Regions from separate parts of the Muntiacus reevesi genome. Here region 2 is linked to region 1. The links are chromatin contacts, called in public Hi-C maps. All regions are on one chromosome and are shown on one strand. Each heading gives the region's core, a stretch centred on a gene start, on an enhancer-like site or on the middle of the called end of the contact. The rest is flanking DNA. Distances are from core to core; before and after follow the strand shown.

The links. A called contact is a pair of places that touch in the nucleus more often than the background predicts.
Region 2: a Hi-C map of blood shows a contact between it and region 1, with 1.8 times the contacts expected there. The contact joins the promoter of TOMM20 here to the promoter of GGPS1 in region 1. A contact is called at or near these places in 2 of 3 Hi-C or Micro-C datasets (blood and muscle).

What each region holds. Positions count from the first base shown.
Region 1 is chr2:85,990,370-85,997,516 of mMunRee1.1, reverse strand. GGPS1 (geranylgeranyl diphosphate synthase 1) reads left to right here and starts at 3,975. Exons shown (of 4, transcript XM_065922270.1): 1 at 3,975-4,171. It overlaps ARID4B (AT-rich interaction domain 4B), which reads right to left and starts at 3,568. Exons shown (of 23, transcript XM_065922285.1): 1 at 3,164-3,568; 2 at 2,299-2,353. The coding sequence starts at 2,304.
Region 2 is chr2:86,152,907-86,160,053 of mMunRee1.1, reverse strand. TOMM20 (translocase of outer mitochondrial membrane 20) reads right to left here and starts at 4,213. Exons shown (of 5, transcript XM_065922287.1): 1 at 3,958-4,213. The coding sequence starts at 4,078. It overlaps LOC136162253 (small nucleolar RNA SNORA14), which reads right to left and starts at 3,490; the gene lies at 3,356-3,490.

The DNA of each region.
Region 1 (7,147 bases), core at 2,726-5,225:
CACGAGATATGGTAAAGAGACTTTATTTATTTAAATAAATTCTTAAAGGTAGTACTACAGGAAAATTGCTTCTAAAATATACAACATTTAAAATGATGTGTCTATTTTTCCTTGCCTTGGGACTTTAAAGCAACAACCAAAAAAGTGTATTCCTACACACTTTTTCAGTTACCTCAATATGCTGTCACTTAATAAAATTTAAATCTGTGACTAGGAGGACAAATAATACAAACTTAAAAGCTTGCTACAAAGTACAAATTTCTTTGGGAGATCTGATAATTGGCCTAAGTCCTTCCATGGCTTAGCTGTCATTACAATATAGAGACTGGGAACACACAAAAGAGAAAATCTAAAGTCTAATATAATCAATACCACATACTTTCTGAATTACAATTTTGTTAAAGCAAATACCAATCATGGGCAGCCTCTCAACTTTTTAAGTTGAAAGAAATACGCTAAGATTTTAGAACTTATGATTACTAGTAGAGTCCCAAAGACAGGACTTACTGTACTGATAAAAACAGTTCTTCTTGTATAAAATTAGAAGATTATTTTAACAATTCTTTCCTTTTAATATTACTTTTTTTATAGGCAGTAATAATGGAAATGCTGAATCTTTAAAATGAGTAGTTCTAAAATAACACCAAAAAATTGCATTTGCCTAATACTATGAAACTTTCAAGCTGAAGTTTCCAACGTACTTTCATTTTTTTAAACAGGTTAAAAAAAAAAAGAAAATGAAAGGAAGAGAGAAAAAGAAAATCTAAAAGACCTTCAACTTACTACATTTCCTTTAACCAAAAATTAACATAGTACCCTAGATGTGCCAGGCACTCCACTGGAAACTTTGACAAATTACAACATTTATTCCAAACTAACTCCTGTATTATTCACTCTATAAACTTAAATCATTCAACCCAACACTTTTCTATAGAAATTGCTGTCCAATGCCAAAAATATAATTTTTTCTAAAAAATTTGTCACTGTTTCACACAGGTCAGACAGAAGGTGACCGAGCTAGCATCTGTGATTAACAAAAGGGATTCATTTCTGAAACATCACTGATTGTTTTTTTATTTACATGAAGGTGAAATAGTAATTCAGCAGATTTAAACTATTTCATGTAGGAGTTTATAGTACCTCAAACTCAAAAAGAAAAAAAAACCTAAAAAAAAATAACTGGACTGAATTTAACTACTTTGTATAACTGATAAATATTTAAGTAGTCATGGCTTTCACTTTCTACCATGAACAAGTACTGCAAATCTTAATTTGGATGCAATACTATAAAAGTGGTCCTGATTCTGAAGAGAATTAAAATTTTAAAAACATAATTCAAAGGACTGTCAAAAGTAGATGTCATTTACATTTTAACATACTAACTGTTGCATGTCTATCCTTGTGAAAACCCTCTACTCTTTTCAAGCTCTTCTGAATTTGTAATGGATGAAAAATACCTGCAAGTCTCTAAGTTCCACCAGTTGAATCTGAACATTTCAGATATCTAAGGCTTTTCATCCTAAAGTGCGTTAAAAAATATGACAGCATTCAATCACATATTCTCTAAAGTGAAAAAACAATCTGTACTAAGTTTATGACTATAATTTCTTCAACCATTTAAGCAAACTGTACTCTTTTAGACAATATCCTCCATTCAGTTAACATGTTTACATTTAAAAAGAACCTGGCCATGGGTTTTATCACAATGCAATACAGCATCTGATAATTTATAGACCTAATGGATCAGCAGAGGAAAACACACCATATAATCCTAAATCCCCGGAAATACAAGGAAAAACTGCTATCTCTGAATTATGTAAAGATCACCAACATTCTCTTCAAAAAATCTTTCAATTAAGATATTTGACTTCCCAAAGCAAGGAGGTCTTCTGTTAAAAATTCACAATACTGTTCACACAATAAATGAGATGCTCTTTCATCAGTGTAACCGATAGAACCACAATACAGTTCAGTTCCTAGAGTCAGATTACTTGACCTGCTTTTTAAAACACTTAAATTCACGCAGCTATTTCTCTCATTCCCCGCAAAAAGAGAGGTTCTACAAGGGAAAAATCATCCTCAGCGAGATATCCTATAACCGGCTCCGACTCCACAGAAAAGCCCACCGATAACCACACCAGCTGACCCTCGTCGTCTCCAGGGACGAGCTTGGGCCCCAAGCCACCACACACACCTTCCTCGTGAAAACTCGGAGGGGCCCCCTACCCCAACTCGATCAAAGCCCCCACTTCCTAGATTCTCTAGCCCCCGAGGCTCGTCTTCTGGAGGTGATCTTACCTTCATGATGATCCTGGGGCCGCGAACTCCCCGAAAATACCAGATTCACCTGCACCTGGAGAAGAAACAAAAGACACCCCGTCAACATCACGGGCACCCCTCTGCACTGGCGGAGGCGGAGGGACTCCAGCGAAGCCTGCACGCCGAAAAGGGACTCAAGGAGGCGTCAGCCCCCAAACCACCAAACGCCGATCCAGGGTCCCCTCTGGCTCCGCCATCCCCGCAAACCCTGCCACCTACACAGCTCGACAGCTTCCCGTCCCCATTGTCGGGACCCGACGGAGTTTCCCGTCTCCGACAATGACGCCATTTCTGTCAGAGAAGAAACTCACAACAAGCCTGGGGGCCGGCCGCCCTCCTGCCCGAGGGCCTCCGCGCCGTTCCGGCAGCTCCCCCTCGAAAGGGCCGCGCACCCCAAGTCCAAGCGGGCGCGAGCCGGGCCTGGGGGAGCACAGCAGGGGCGACGGACGGGCCGGGAGGTCCGGAGGGCCGCGAGCTGCACCGACCCGCCGCAGAGCCTCAGCTCACGTCCCGCTCCGAGACGGACACCCGACAAGTGGGAGCGGGATCCGAGGGGACGGCGAGAGCGCCGAGGGGCCAGGAGGCGACAGAACTCCCCCACCGACCCGGGCCCCCCACCGCGGCCGAGGGACGCTAAAGCGCTGAGTGTGCGGCCGCCAGGCTGGGGGGCGACTCGGACTCGGCAACTGCGGGGGGCGGGGGGAGCTCCACGGAGGCCGAGGCCCCGAATTTCGGTGCCCGGGGAGACCACCAGGGCGACCTTCCCCCGGCTCCTCGGTCGGGCCCAGTGACTCCCTTAAAGACCCCGTTACGAGACCGCGAAAGCCTCAGAAAATGTCCCTACCTTCCTCGGAGGCGAGCTCCGACCCCGGCACGTCCAGAGTCCCCTCCCCTGCTCCCCCCCAAAACCAGCAGGCCCGGGGGAGAGATGGGGGAAGAAGGGCGGCGGGTCCAGCGGTTGCTGAGGCTGAAGCTCCGGCTCCTCCTCCTCCCGCGGCGGCGACTGGTACCTTTGTTTGGCGGCCGCTCGGGCTCCCTCGCTGGGGGGAGGGGGGACGACGAAAAATCTCTCCCGGACTGGAGGTCTGGGCCCCCAGTCGCGCTGCCCTCCAGAGGACGGCGGCGTCAGACGCTCTGCGGCTCCCTCCGAGCAAAAGTCCAAGCGGTGGCCGTGGCAGCGGCAAGCTTAAGCTGAAGAGTCTCCCTCCGCTCCGGCGCCCGAGCTCCTCACTCCGGACTCGACTGACGGGCAAACATCGCTTCCCCCCCCACCCCAAGTCCCCCCCCTTCCCTCCTTTCTCCCCTCCCCTAGACTTTTTTCCCCCTCCCCTACCTCTTTCCCGGATGGCTACTTAGTCGACCTCGGATTGGTTAGGCTTCTTTAGAACCCGCCTGTACCCTGTTCCTATTGGTCCCCGCGATACAAACAACGACGCCATTTTCCCACCAGTTCTATGGAAACAGAAAGTTACGCCTCAAAGCTCCCCGGGAAATGTAGTCCACCCTTTCGGGCCAATGCGCGAGGCCTCCCCCGCAGAGAACTGCAAGACCCGCAATGCCCCGCGCCTCCGTGAAACGGGCGGGGGAAAACGAAAGGGGGCGGAGCAACAAAGCAGAGGGGAGGTGGCAACGACGCCTGCGCAGTGTGACCGGGATGGCGCATTTTATTGCACCGAGTAATGCGGTGTCGCCGGTGGCCGAGGAGGGCGGAGAGTTCTGCGATGAAATAGGGGGAAGTATTCATGTAGGCATCGGAGGGATCCTTACTCTGAACTATAAGGTGGGAAGCTGATACTGGGTACAGCTTACTCCCGGACCCGCGGCGTGAAAGTTGTGATATCATCCTCGAACTGTGAGTGGCTGTGGTGGCGGCTGGGGGGGAACCCGGATGGGGAGGTGGGTGGGGGAGGCTGGGAGGCGGAGCTGAGACGGAAGAAAGAAAGGAGGGTGAGGACCCGGATGCTGAACCGGATTGTGTATGAATTTTCCATCCTTTGGCTGGAGAAGGGGAGGAGCCGCAAGGGACCCAGCAGAACGGAAGGGGCCCTGTGGGCGGAGAGGAAGCAGGCACCTCACCGACCCTGTGCTAGGGGAGTCGACGTCTGAAGCTCTTCTGCCAAGCCTGTGTTAAAAGTCTGACTCGAAGTTATTTAAATTCCCTCCCTGTATCTCTCCGGCAGTTTTCTTCAGACCCATCCATCATCTCCCGGAGTTTGGACGGATGCGCTCTGCGCTCCGCAGCCGCCCTTATATTTGTATGTCGATTTGGCAATACTGAAACCAGATCCTTCCCTTTAAAGAAAAAAAAAAAACACTTTGCATATTTTCACTTTTCAGTGCGGGAGTGTGCCTTGAGTTTAACCTTTAACGCGTTGGAAGGCACTTGCCGTTGGTTCCGTCGTTCATTTCACATATTTGAGCGCCTACCATGTGAAAAAACTGGTATGGCCCCTGCCTGCCTGAATCGGAGCATAAGACAGAAGCATTAACTAGGATGGACACACACGTCAGTGTGAAATTGCAACAGGTGTGATTGCTACGAAAGAGAGTGTCACGGTGATATGAGAATTGGAAATACGGAATTTGCTTTAAGGAGATGAGGGAAGGCTTTCCCGAGCCAGTGAAGATCGAGCTGAGAGCAGAAGGTTTACCAGGACTTAACTAAGGAAAGAACATTCCAGACAGAAACGGTATCATGTGGGAAAACCTTGTGCCAGCGGGGAGCTTTTTAAAATATGAAGAACTGAGGCTGAAGAGCTGGGGGTTTGACTGTCCGAACGTGATACGCTTTGTTAGGGAGTTTTGTTCTTGTTTAAGAGCCGTGGGATAACGTCTAAGGTTCCCAATCGGAGGGGAGATAGGACCAGATTTGAATTTAGAAAAGGTCACAGGGTGAAGAGTAGAGGACTAGATGAGAGGGACAGGTACCAGGAAGTCCAGCCTGGGGGTTATTGTCTCCAGGGAGAAGAGAATTTGATTTTGTGTTAATTAATATTCATCATATAATTGTTTGAACAAATTTAAGGCAACTTCCCAGTTTTGAAAATGAGTAGTTTTGGACTCTGAACAGAGGCATTCTGTGGTGGTTGTTCACTCTGAAAGTAAGTTAGGCACAAGATTGTAATGAACTATACATCAATAAAATATTTTAAAAATTAGTCGAGTTCTTGTAACACAGTAATGCCTCTTTATATTCAGGTCTCCTATGTGACAGCTAAAATTTCTAGGTGTGATAAATTGCAGTCTTTTGGGTAAAGAAAAAGGTCAGTCAGAGTATTGCCACTGTAATAAGTATTGCCACAGGGTTGTAGTGTAGCAACAGTTAAACTACACAAGACAAGAAACAGACTGGTTTTCAGGACCTAGAAAAATTGAGGCTTCTATGTTTTCCCACTGTTGAGAATACTTTCAAATAAACGTTTTTTGGGAAAATTGAAGTCGCTCAGTCATGTCTGACTCTTTGCAACCGCATGGACTGTAGCCTATCAGGTTCCTCCGTCCATGGGATTTTCCAGGCAAGAACACTGGAGTGGGTTGCCATTTCCTTCTCCAGGAGATCTTCCCAAACCCAGGGATTGAACCCGGGTCTCCCACATTGTAGGCAGATGCTTTACCGGCTGAGCCACCAGGGAAGGAACATTAATTGACTTATTTGTTTGGTGAGTATTCTTAAACTTTCTTGAATGATCAAAGGAAGGATTTTTTTTTTAATTCATAACTGATATTTTAAGTTGAAAAAACATCAACCCAAAACCCACAGAATTGAAACAGATTAGCTCTGATATCTATCCAGCAGTGTATAGTTGCTACTAAACTAGACAGAAACAAAACAGAATTATTCAAAGTTGGTCTTACAGGTTTTTTTTTCCTTTTGGCCACACCGCATGACATGTGGGATTTTAGTTCCCCAACCAGAAATCCAAACCCTATCCCCTGCATTGGAAGTATGGTTTCTTAACTACTGGACCACCAGGGAAGTCCATGTTGATTTTTAAATTATGTGTTCTGGAGGCTGCAAAAAAGATAAACAGAATTTTTGTTTTCAACCTAGTTGAGAAGAGATGGCTACTAATTGGTTTAAATAAAGTTAAAATTGGTTTAAATAAAATATATATATGTGGTACATTTTTAAAATTCTACTTTTAATTCTGTTCAGTAATCTTTTACCTAAGTGATTACTCTTCCTGCATATCATCTTCTTTTTTAATCTCTTAAGAATAGGATAATCTTTGTCAGACTTTAAACAGTATAGGTGTTATTAGATTACTTCCAGGTGACACAGGGGTAAAGAATCAGCCTGCCAATGCAGGAAACGCAGGAGACAGGGTCAGACCCTGGGTAGGCAAGATCCCCTGGAGAAAGAAATGGCAACCCACTCCAGGATTCCTGCATGGAAAATTCCGTGGACTGGCGGGCTGCAGTCGGTGGGGTCACAAAGAATCAGACATGACTTAGCACACATCAGGTTACCAAAGTGGTATTTGGATTATTTTGAAGTATTTTCTGAACTTTTTTTACCTTGGGACATACTTAATATTAATTGTTGTTCAAAGCAGATGTAGCAGTTTTCTGTGTGGAAGTTTTCTCTTTTGGATTCATATTGCTAAAAGGATTTCCTTTGAGAAGTGCAGATTTTTATGATCATTTCATCTAGATATTCATGAGTAGACTACAGAAAACACATCTTTCAATCCTTTAGCATGATCCTTGGGACCAAATCATTGTCCCAAGAAACGAAAGTAGACAAAGGTGAGAAACCTTCTAAAATGTCCAGATTGAAAATGAAGACTTCGGGACTTCCCTGGTGGTCCAGTGGCTAAGACTCTGC
Region 2 (7,147 bases), core at 2,964-5,463, 160 kb before region 1:
GGTTCAGCTCTCTTTTGGCAGAATGGACACCAGACTATATTAACTAGTTACTATAAAATATAAACGTGCTAGGAAGAGTACTAATATTGGACATGGAACACTTAATGTTAAAGATAAGCACTTGTTTTAGATTCAAGAGACACTAACCTACATGTTACTAATGAGCTTATTTATTTAGCCTCACAGCAACAGGAGGACAGGTACTAGTATTATCACCATGTTATCACCGAGATAATTTACCAAGATCACAACTAATGCATGATGGAGTGGCGACCCAAACAGGCAGCAGGATTTCAGCACACATGTGCTCAAACGTTACACTGCAGAGAAGTGAAGATATGCCCATCAATATAAAAGGCATCTCAGAAAGAAACATAGCAAGTTTGTGGAATAAACAGAGATATACAATTTGCTACGTCAGAATTTACAGAAAATGACAAAAGTGATAATAGTAGAAAAAAGCCTGACTTCCAAACACACACACATATATATGTGGTTTTTTAATGGAGTGGAGAAGAATGTATTATTGTTGCTGAATGCTTGGTAGTTACCAAATTTTAAGCTTGCTTAGCTGCTTTAAATTTACAGCAATAAGATTATTCTCACTCTACTTTCCTAAGACAACTAACTTGTTACATCAACTTATTTATCAAATAGTATCTCTGACAAACAGGCAGATAACAGACTGAAAAATCAAGGAGCTACTACATATTCAATCAGCAGACTGACACAATATTTGCAATAAATCAGTCCAAAGTGTCTCTGCGTAAACCTAACAAGTTAAAACAGACCAAAAAAGTACACACAAAATACAAAAAGTCCCGAATCTAAAGTAATCATTTAAAGGAGATTACTTCATATATTTTAAAATGAATCATTTCATACAGTGCTGTAAAATGAAAAACATCTGTAGTTGGTACTTTGTAGGTTACTTTTCATTTATTAGTGATTATTTAGATAAAAAGTATGCTGTAGGAGTTTCTGGTAATCTCACACTAATGGAAGGTAAGAAAAAAAATTGAATAAATTAGTGTTGACTTAACTTCAAACCTATTTTAAACAGCCTAAATCTCTTTTCCTAAAAAAGAAACCAAAAAACCTTCAGAAACACTGATTTGAAAAACTCTGTCCTCTTATTACAGATGTCAGTCAGTTTGCGGCTCAGTCCGACTCTTTGAGACCCCATGAACTGCAGCACACCAGGCTTCCCTGTCTGTCACCAACTCCCAGAGTTTGCTCAAACTCACGTCCATCTAGTCGGTGATGCCATCTAACCATCTTATCCTCTGTCCTCCCCTTCTCCTTTCTTCAATATTTTCCAGCATCAGGGTCTTTTCCCATGAGTCAGTTCTTCCATCAGGTGGCCAAGTATTGGAGCTGGAGCTTCAGCATCAATCTTTCCAATGAAGGTAGGGTGTGTAAGCCCCACCACAAAGTCACTGAGCAGAGAACACACAAGCTGGATAACAATTATACCAAAGAAGCTCTTGCACTGTTGGGAAAGTTCTAGGGTCTGCAAAAGATTTCCCAATGTGGGGATCCTGCAAAGGAACTGAGAAGCCCCAGGGAATTTGATTCTGGAGGCCAGTGGGATTTGATTACAAAACTTCCACAGGACTGGGGAAACAGACTCTTGGAAGGCACAAACAAAACTTTGTGCTCACCAGGACCCAGAAGAAAAGGAGCAGAAACCCCACAAGAGACTGAGCCAGACTTGCCCACTGAGTGTCCAGGAGTCTTCTGTGTAGGCGTGGCCTGCTGTGGGGTCGGGGCACTGAATACAACAGTCCTGGCGTAAGTCCTTTTGAAGGAGGCCATCATTACCCCTATCATAGGTCAAACTACCTGGAGGGAACAGTCCCACCCATCAACAGAAAATTGGATTAAAGATTCACTGAACAAAACCCAGATTCCCCCCAGTTAGTCTCTCTCAACAGGAAGCTTCCACAAGCCTTTTATCCTTATCTAGAGGGCAGACAGAACGGAAACCACAATTACAGAAAACTAACCAAACTGATCTCACAACAAACTGTGGATCACAGCCTTGTCCAACTCAATGAAACTATGAGCCATAGGGCCACGGTAAAGAGTTTGACAAAATGTGGTCCACTGGAGGAGGGAATGGCAAACCACTTCAGCATTCTTGCCTTGAGAACCCCATGAACAGCATTACAGATATAAATATTCTATTAGAAATTAAGCTAAGAAAATGAAAAATTAACTAAATTAACTAAACTGAAATCAATTACATCCCACAAATACAAAATACCCTCAAGTTCTTAAAATGAGTCAACCATACAGACTTTAAAATAGACTGCAAAATCACTCTTTACTTGCTAAAGAAAATACAAAATAACAACTATATTCATAAACAATCTTCAGCATTCATCAATTTCCATGTGTCAGGTACTATACTAAATTCTACATTATAATTTTTTTTAAAAGAAGGAAACTAAAGCTTGAAATTTGTTGCCCAAGATTATCCAGCTACTAATTCAAGCCTGAACACTTTATTAGGCTACTACTGAAACTAGAAATTCATGGATGATTAAAAAAAAACACGTAAAAATAACAGATTTCTCAATTTGTTCAAAATGACACCTTTTATTATTTCTTCAACCAAAAATTAATTTTCTCAAGGTTTTCAATAACAGGATGCCAACAATTCCAAAGGAAGGGTTAATCCATTCTTTACAGAGATCTACTACCACACCACCACTGCCCAACTATTTCTTGGAAGCTACAGAAAATGATAAAAATTCCAATAATTACATTTACAGCAGTTTATAGGATCGTCTCCATGTCAAGAATGGTGGCGAGCACATCAAACATTTTAATCTTCACAAAACCAACAAGAGGCAATACCTGATTTTGCAAGCTAAGAAAATTAAGACTCAGAAAACCCAAGATCATACTGTTAATCTGTGACTAACTTGGGTCAGGAAACTCAGTGTCTGAATCCAAAGCAGCATTATTTCCATTAGTCTACCTAACCATAAATTAAAAAATCACCTCTATATCCTTTCTTCCTGAGACACAAGAGAGCCAGAATCAGATATCATATTGCAGATGGTGTAAGAGCGGCAGTTTCCAGTAAGGTAGTCCTAGCCACGTGTGACCCAACGACACGTGAAATTCTAATCATTTCTTTGTATTTTTCTGGGCTTTAGTAATTGACCTATACATTCTAGTTTCAGGAACTATTCTGACTGAGCAACCCAGGTAGATTACAAAATTATTTCTTAATGCAACAAATTTTCTCTTCCGTTGCTGCGAACGAGCATAATACCTCCGAAATTCAAAGATCACGGAAGGTTTCGGCGACACGATTTCCTTCTTGTAAATCTCTTTTAAAAGATGTCGCAGGTATGAAATAAGACTGAGCCACAGGAAACGAGCAGCCTTTTGGACGCCCCTGCGATTTCTATAGCATTCACTCATATCTTGGAAGCCTTTACAGTGGAGCTACCAAGAGGGTTTAAGAATGCATGCAACCTCATCGTTTGAGAATGATACTGAGTTGGATTTGCAGGTTCAGTCTAAGCACAAATTCGTAAAAAAAAAAAAAAAAAAAAAAACCCACAACAAAACCCCCAAAAAAACAGCCCCCGACTTTCGAGTTCGGATGAGGTGAAAACAGATAAACAGCAAAAAAGAGCCACAACCCCCTAAATTATAATACAAACGAATCTGCACTTACACGGTACATGTTTAGGGAAAACAAAATGGGAAAAACCGTTCCTCCAAAATGGAGGGACTCGTTCGCTGGCACACGGGCCGGGAGCAACCCTGGGAGCGGCGCCATCACCTTCCTCGGGCGTGTGCGCTCAGGGCCCTAGACCCTGCAGCACCACGCGGCCGCCCAGCACGCGGCGGGTCTGCCGGCGGGAAGCAGGGGACAAGGGCGCCGCGGGAGGCGGGGGGGAGGGAGGCCCAGGGAACCGGAGACCCACTCACGTTCTCGCAGCCTGTTCTTGAAGTTGGGGTCACTTCGTCTCTTGCGGTCGAAATAAATGCAGTAACCGATGAAAAGGGCCCCGCACACGCCGGCGGCGATGGCGCTGTTCCGGCCCACCATCGTCTCTCCACAGAAGAGCCGGGTCGGCTGCGGCGGGGCCCGCAAATAAGCCGTTGACCGCGAAACCTCGGATCCGAGTGCGCGGCTGGGCCCCGACGCCCGCCGCGAGGGACGCGGAAAGGCGGAACATGCGTCACTTCCGGCCCCTGCGCCGAAGCCCCCGGGGATGTCCGCAGCAGTGCCTGAGCGGAGGCCCCCGCGCCGCCTCTGCGCCTGCACAGGTGCTTCAGCTCCCCTGTTCGCGTCGGAGTCGAGATTTTGCGCGAGGTCGCGCACGTCCTTAGGAGCCTTTGAGCTTGACGTAATGAGGGCGGCACGTGGCCGTCGTGCGCACACTCCAAATTGTGTGTAGCTGACTTCCTTGCTTGTGTCAAAGATGGAAGCAAATGCTTCATCTTTTTATGTTATTCAGGCACCCTGTAACTCTTGTTTGAATTCAGTTTCATTTGGTTTTCAAGCTCAGTCACAATCTGTTTTGCAGCAAGGACCATAATCTAGTGATTCGATTTCAAAAGATTGTTATGGTATAGGCTCAAGAATGAAAGAAAATTAAATGGAGCGATCCCTGGAAAAGGATAACGGGTAAGAGACACAATGAAGAAAAAAAAAAAGTTGAGTTGTCAAGTTGTCATGCCCACTGAAGACTTTATGTGTGTAGTTTAAATTTGAAAAGACATAGACGGGATCCTCTGAAACCTTTGGGGTAATAGGAATGTTTATTATAGACTGTAGTGTTCTGACACTTTATGCTAAGGAGATGGTTCATGATGGGGCTACCCTGAAAGACCAGGATTGTGATTAGAGGGTTGGGACTTTGATCTGGGTAGTATCAGCCCTATTTCTGGGGGAAAGAGGGGAAGGAGGCTGGAGAACAACTTCATGGAGTTCAGCTTCATGACCTACATGCTGCTGCTGCTGCTGCTACGTCGCTTCAGTCGTCACCGACTCTGTGCGACCCCATAGACGGCAGCCCACCAGGCTCCTCCGTCCCTGGGATTCTCCAGGCAAGAATACTGGAGCGGGTTGCCATTTCCTTCTCCAAAGCATGAAAGTGAAAAGTGAAAGTGAAGTCGCTCAGTCGTGTCCGACTCTTCGCCACCCCATGGACTGCAGCCTACCAGGATCCTCCGTCAATGGGATTTTCCAGGCAAGAGTACTGGAGTGTATTGCCATTTCCTTCTCCATCATGACCTACATTCAGTTCAGTTCAGTCGCTCAGTCCTGTCCGACTCTTTGCGACCCCATGACCTACATAGGGAAGCCCAAATGAAGGCTCTGGACATGGAAGCATGTGCACTTCCAAGGTTGGCAGTACTCTGTCTACTTAGTAATCAACGTGCCATGTACCTGGAGGGTGAGGTGTTCTGTCTTCTGGGAGGTGTTCAGGGAGGGAACAACAGAAGCTTTGAATTTGGGACTCTCCCATACCTTTCCCTTGTGCACACCTCTCCTCTTTCCCTTTGGCCCGTTTTGGTTTTTTTCTTTTTTGGCTGCACAGCAAGGCTTGTGAAATCTTAGTTCCCTGACCAAAGGTTGAACCCAGGACTTCAGCAGTGGAGGTGCTGAGTCCTAACCACTGGACTACCAGGGAATTCCCTGGCTGCATTTTATTTATATCCTTTTGCTGTAATAAAAACTGTAATCATAAGTATAACATGTTCTTGAGTTCTGTGATTCCTTATGGTGAACCTGAGAGGTAGCAGGAACCTCCAAATTACTGGCTGTGGCGTGGAGACACATCTCCCCCGTATTTGTGGCCGGTGTATTCTCATACAACCATCTTGTAGGGGACTTTCCCCATAGCATGAAGTCTGGGTCACCTCTAGGGTGGATGGTGTCAAGTTATTGCAGGGCACTTATGGAGACATTTAGCTGACATTCCTAACCTGGTCCAAGGGCTTGGGAAAGCCCTTTTGCTTGAGTGATAATGAACCTGTGCCTGCTAAGCCACTTCGGTCATGTCCGACTCTCTGTGACCATGTGAACCTTCCAGGCTCCTCTGTCTGTGGGATTCTCCAGGCAAAGAAAGAGTACTGGACTGAGTTGCCATGCCCTCCCTCCAGGGGATCTTCCCAACCCAGGGATCGAACCTGAGTCTCTTATGCCTCCTGCATTGGCAGGCAGTTTCTTTACCACTTGTGCCACCTGGGAACCTGAGATCCTGTAAGACTGGAAATTTGATCAAAGGTACACATACACTGCCTGGACTGGGGTGAGATGTGAAGGTGCATATGTATCACACCAAAGCAAATGACTGCTATCAGGGGATTGCACACAACAGAAAAAAATCTTTTCCTTATATCATGCACACACACAGATTCTTCCTAGCCTTAACAGTACACCTCTATCAGTTGATAGAGGTATGTCCTGAGTCACAGGTGGAACAGAAAGACTTGTAAGGCCACACAGATGACCTGAGGTCTAGAACTTGACTTGGGGCAATCTGAGATTTGTCCATTACCTTAGGGCACTAAGGAAGGACGATGCTGTTCTGGTATCCCTGTGGGTGCATCACAGAATGCCATGTAAATGGAAGGTCATTGCTATGAGATAAGATAAACCAGGCAACCTGTTGATACAAAGATCAGTTAGTGCAACTCCTGTGCCTCTGAATCTCTCAACCACTAGAGTTTTTCATACTTTTTTTCTTCACTTGTAAAACATCTATAAGCATAGAATCCTCAAACAGAAACAGACTGTAAATCCCTAAGGCATGTTGCTTGTAAGTGGTATCTTTGATGGGTTGTGGGTTGACCTTAGTGGATCATCACCAGTGCTGTGAACAGAATGAAAAGTATCAGAGGGCACCATGGGTGGCAAGGACTGGTACTGTCATGTGAAACTTGTGTGTCAGATAAACATACCTATGTCTGTGCTGATCACAATGAAAAAGTAAAGACTATCACAGATCATAGTCAAAAAAGTGGGAAACCACTGATCTAGTCCAAGCCCCTTATTTTCTCAGTCAAGATATTTAGATAAAGAGGTTGAGGTTTGTCCAAGGTCATGTACATACAGCCAGAGAACTGGATCAAGGATCAGATGTCCCTACACCCTAGTCCAGGGCTC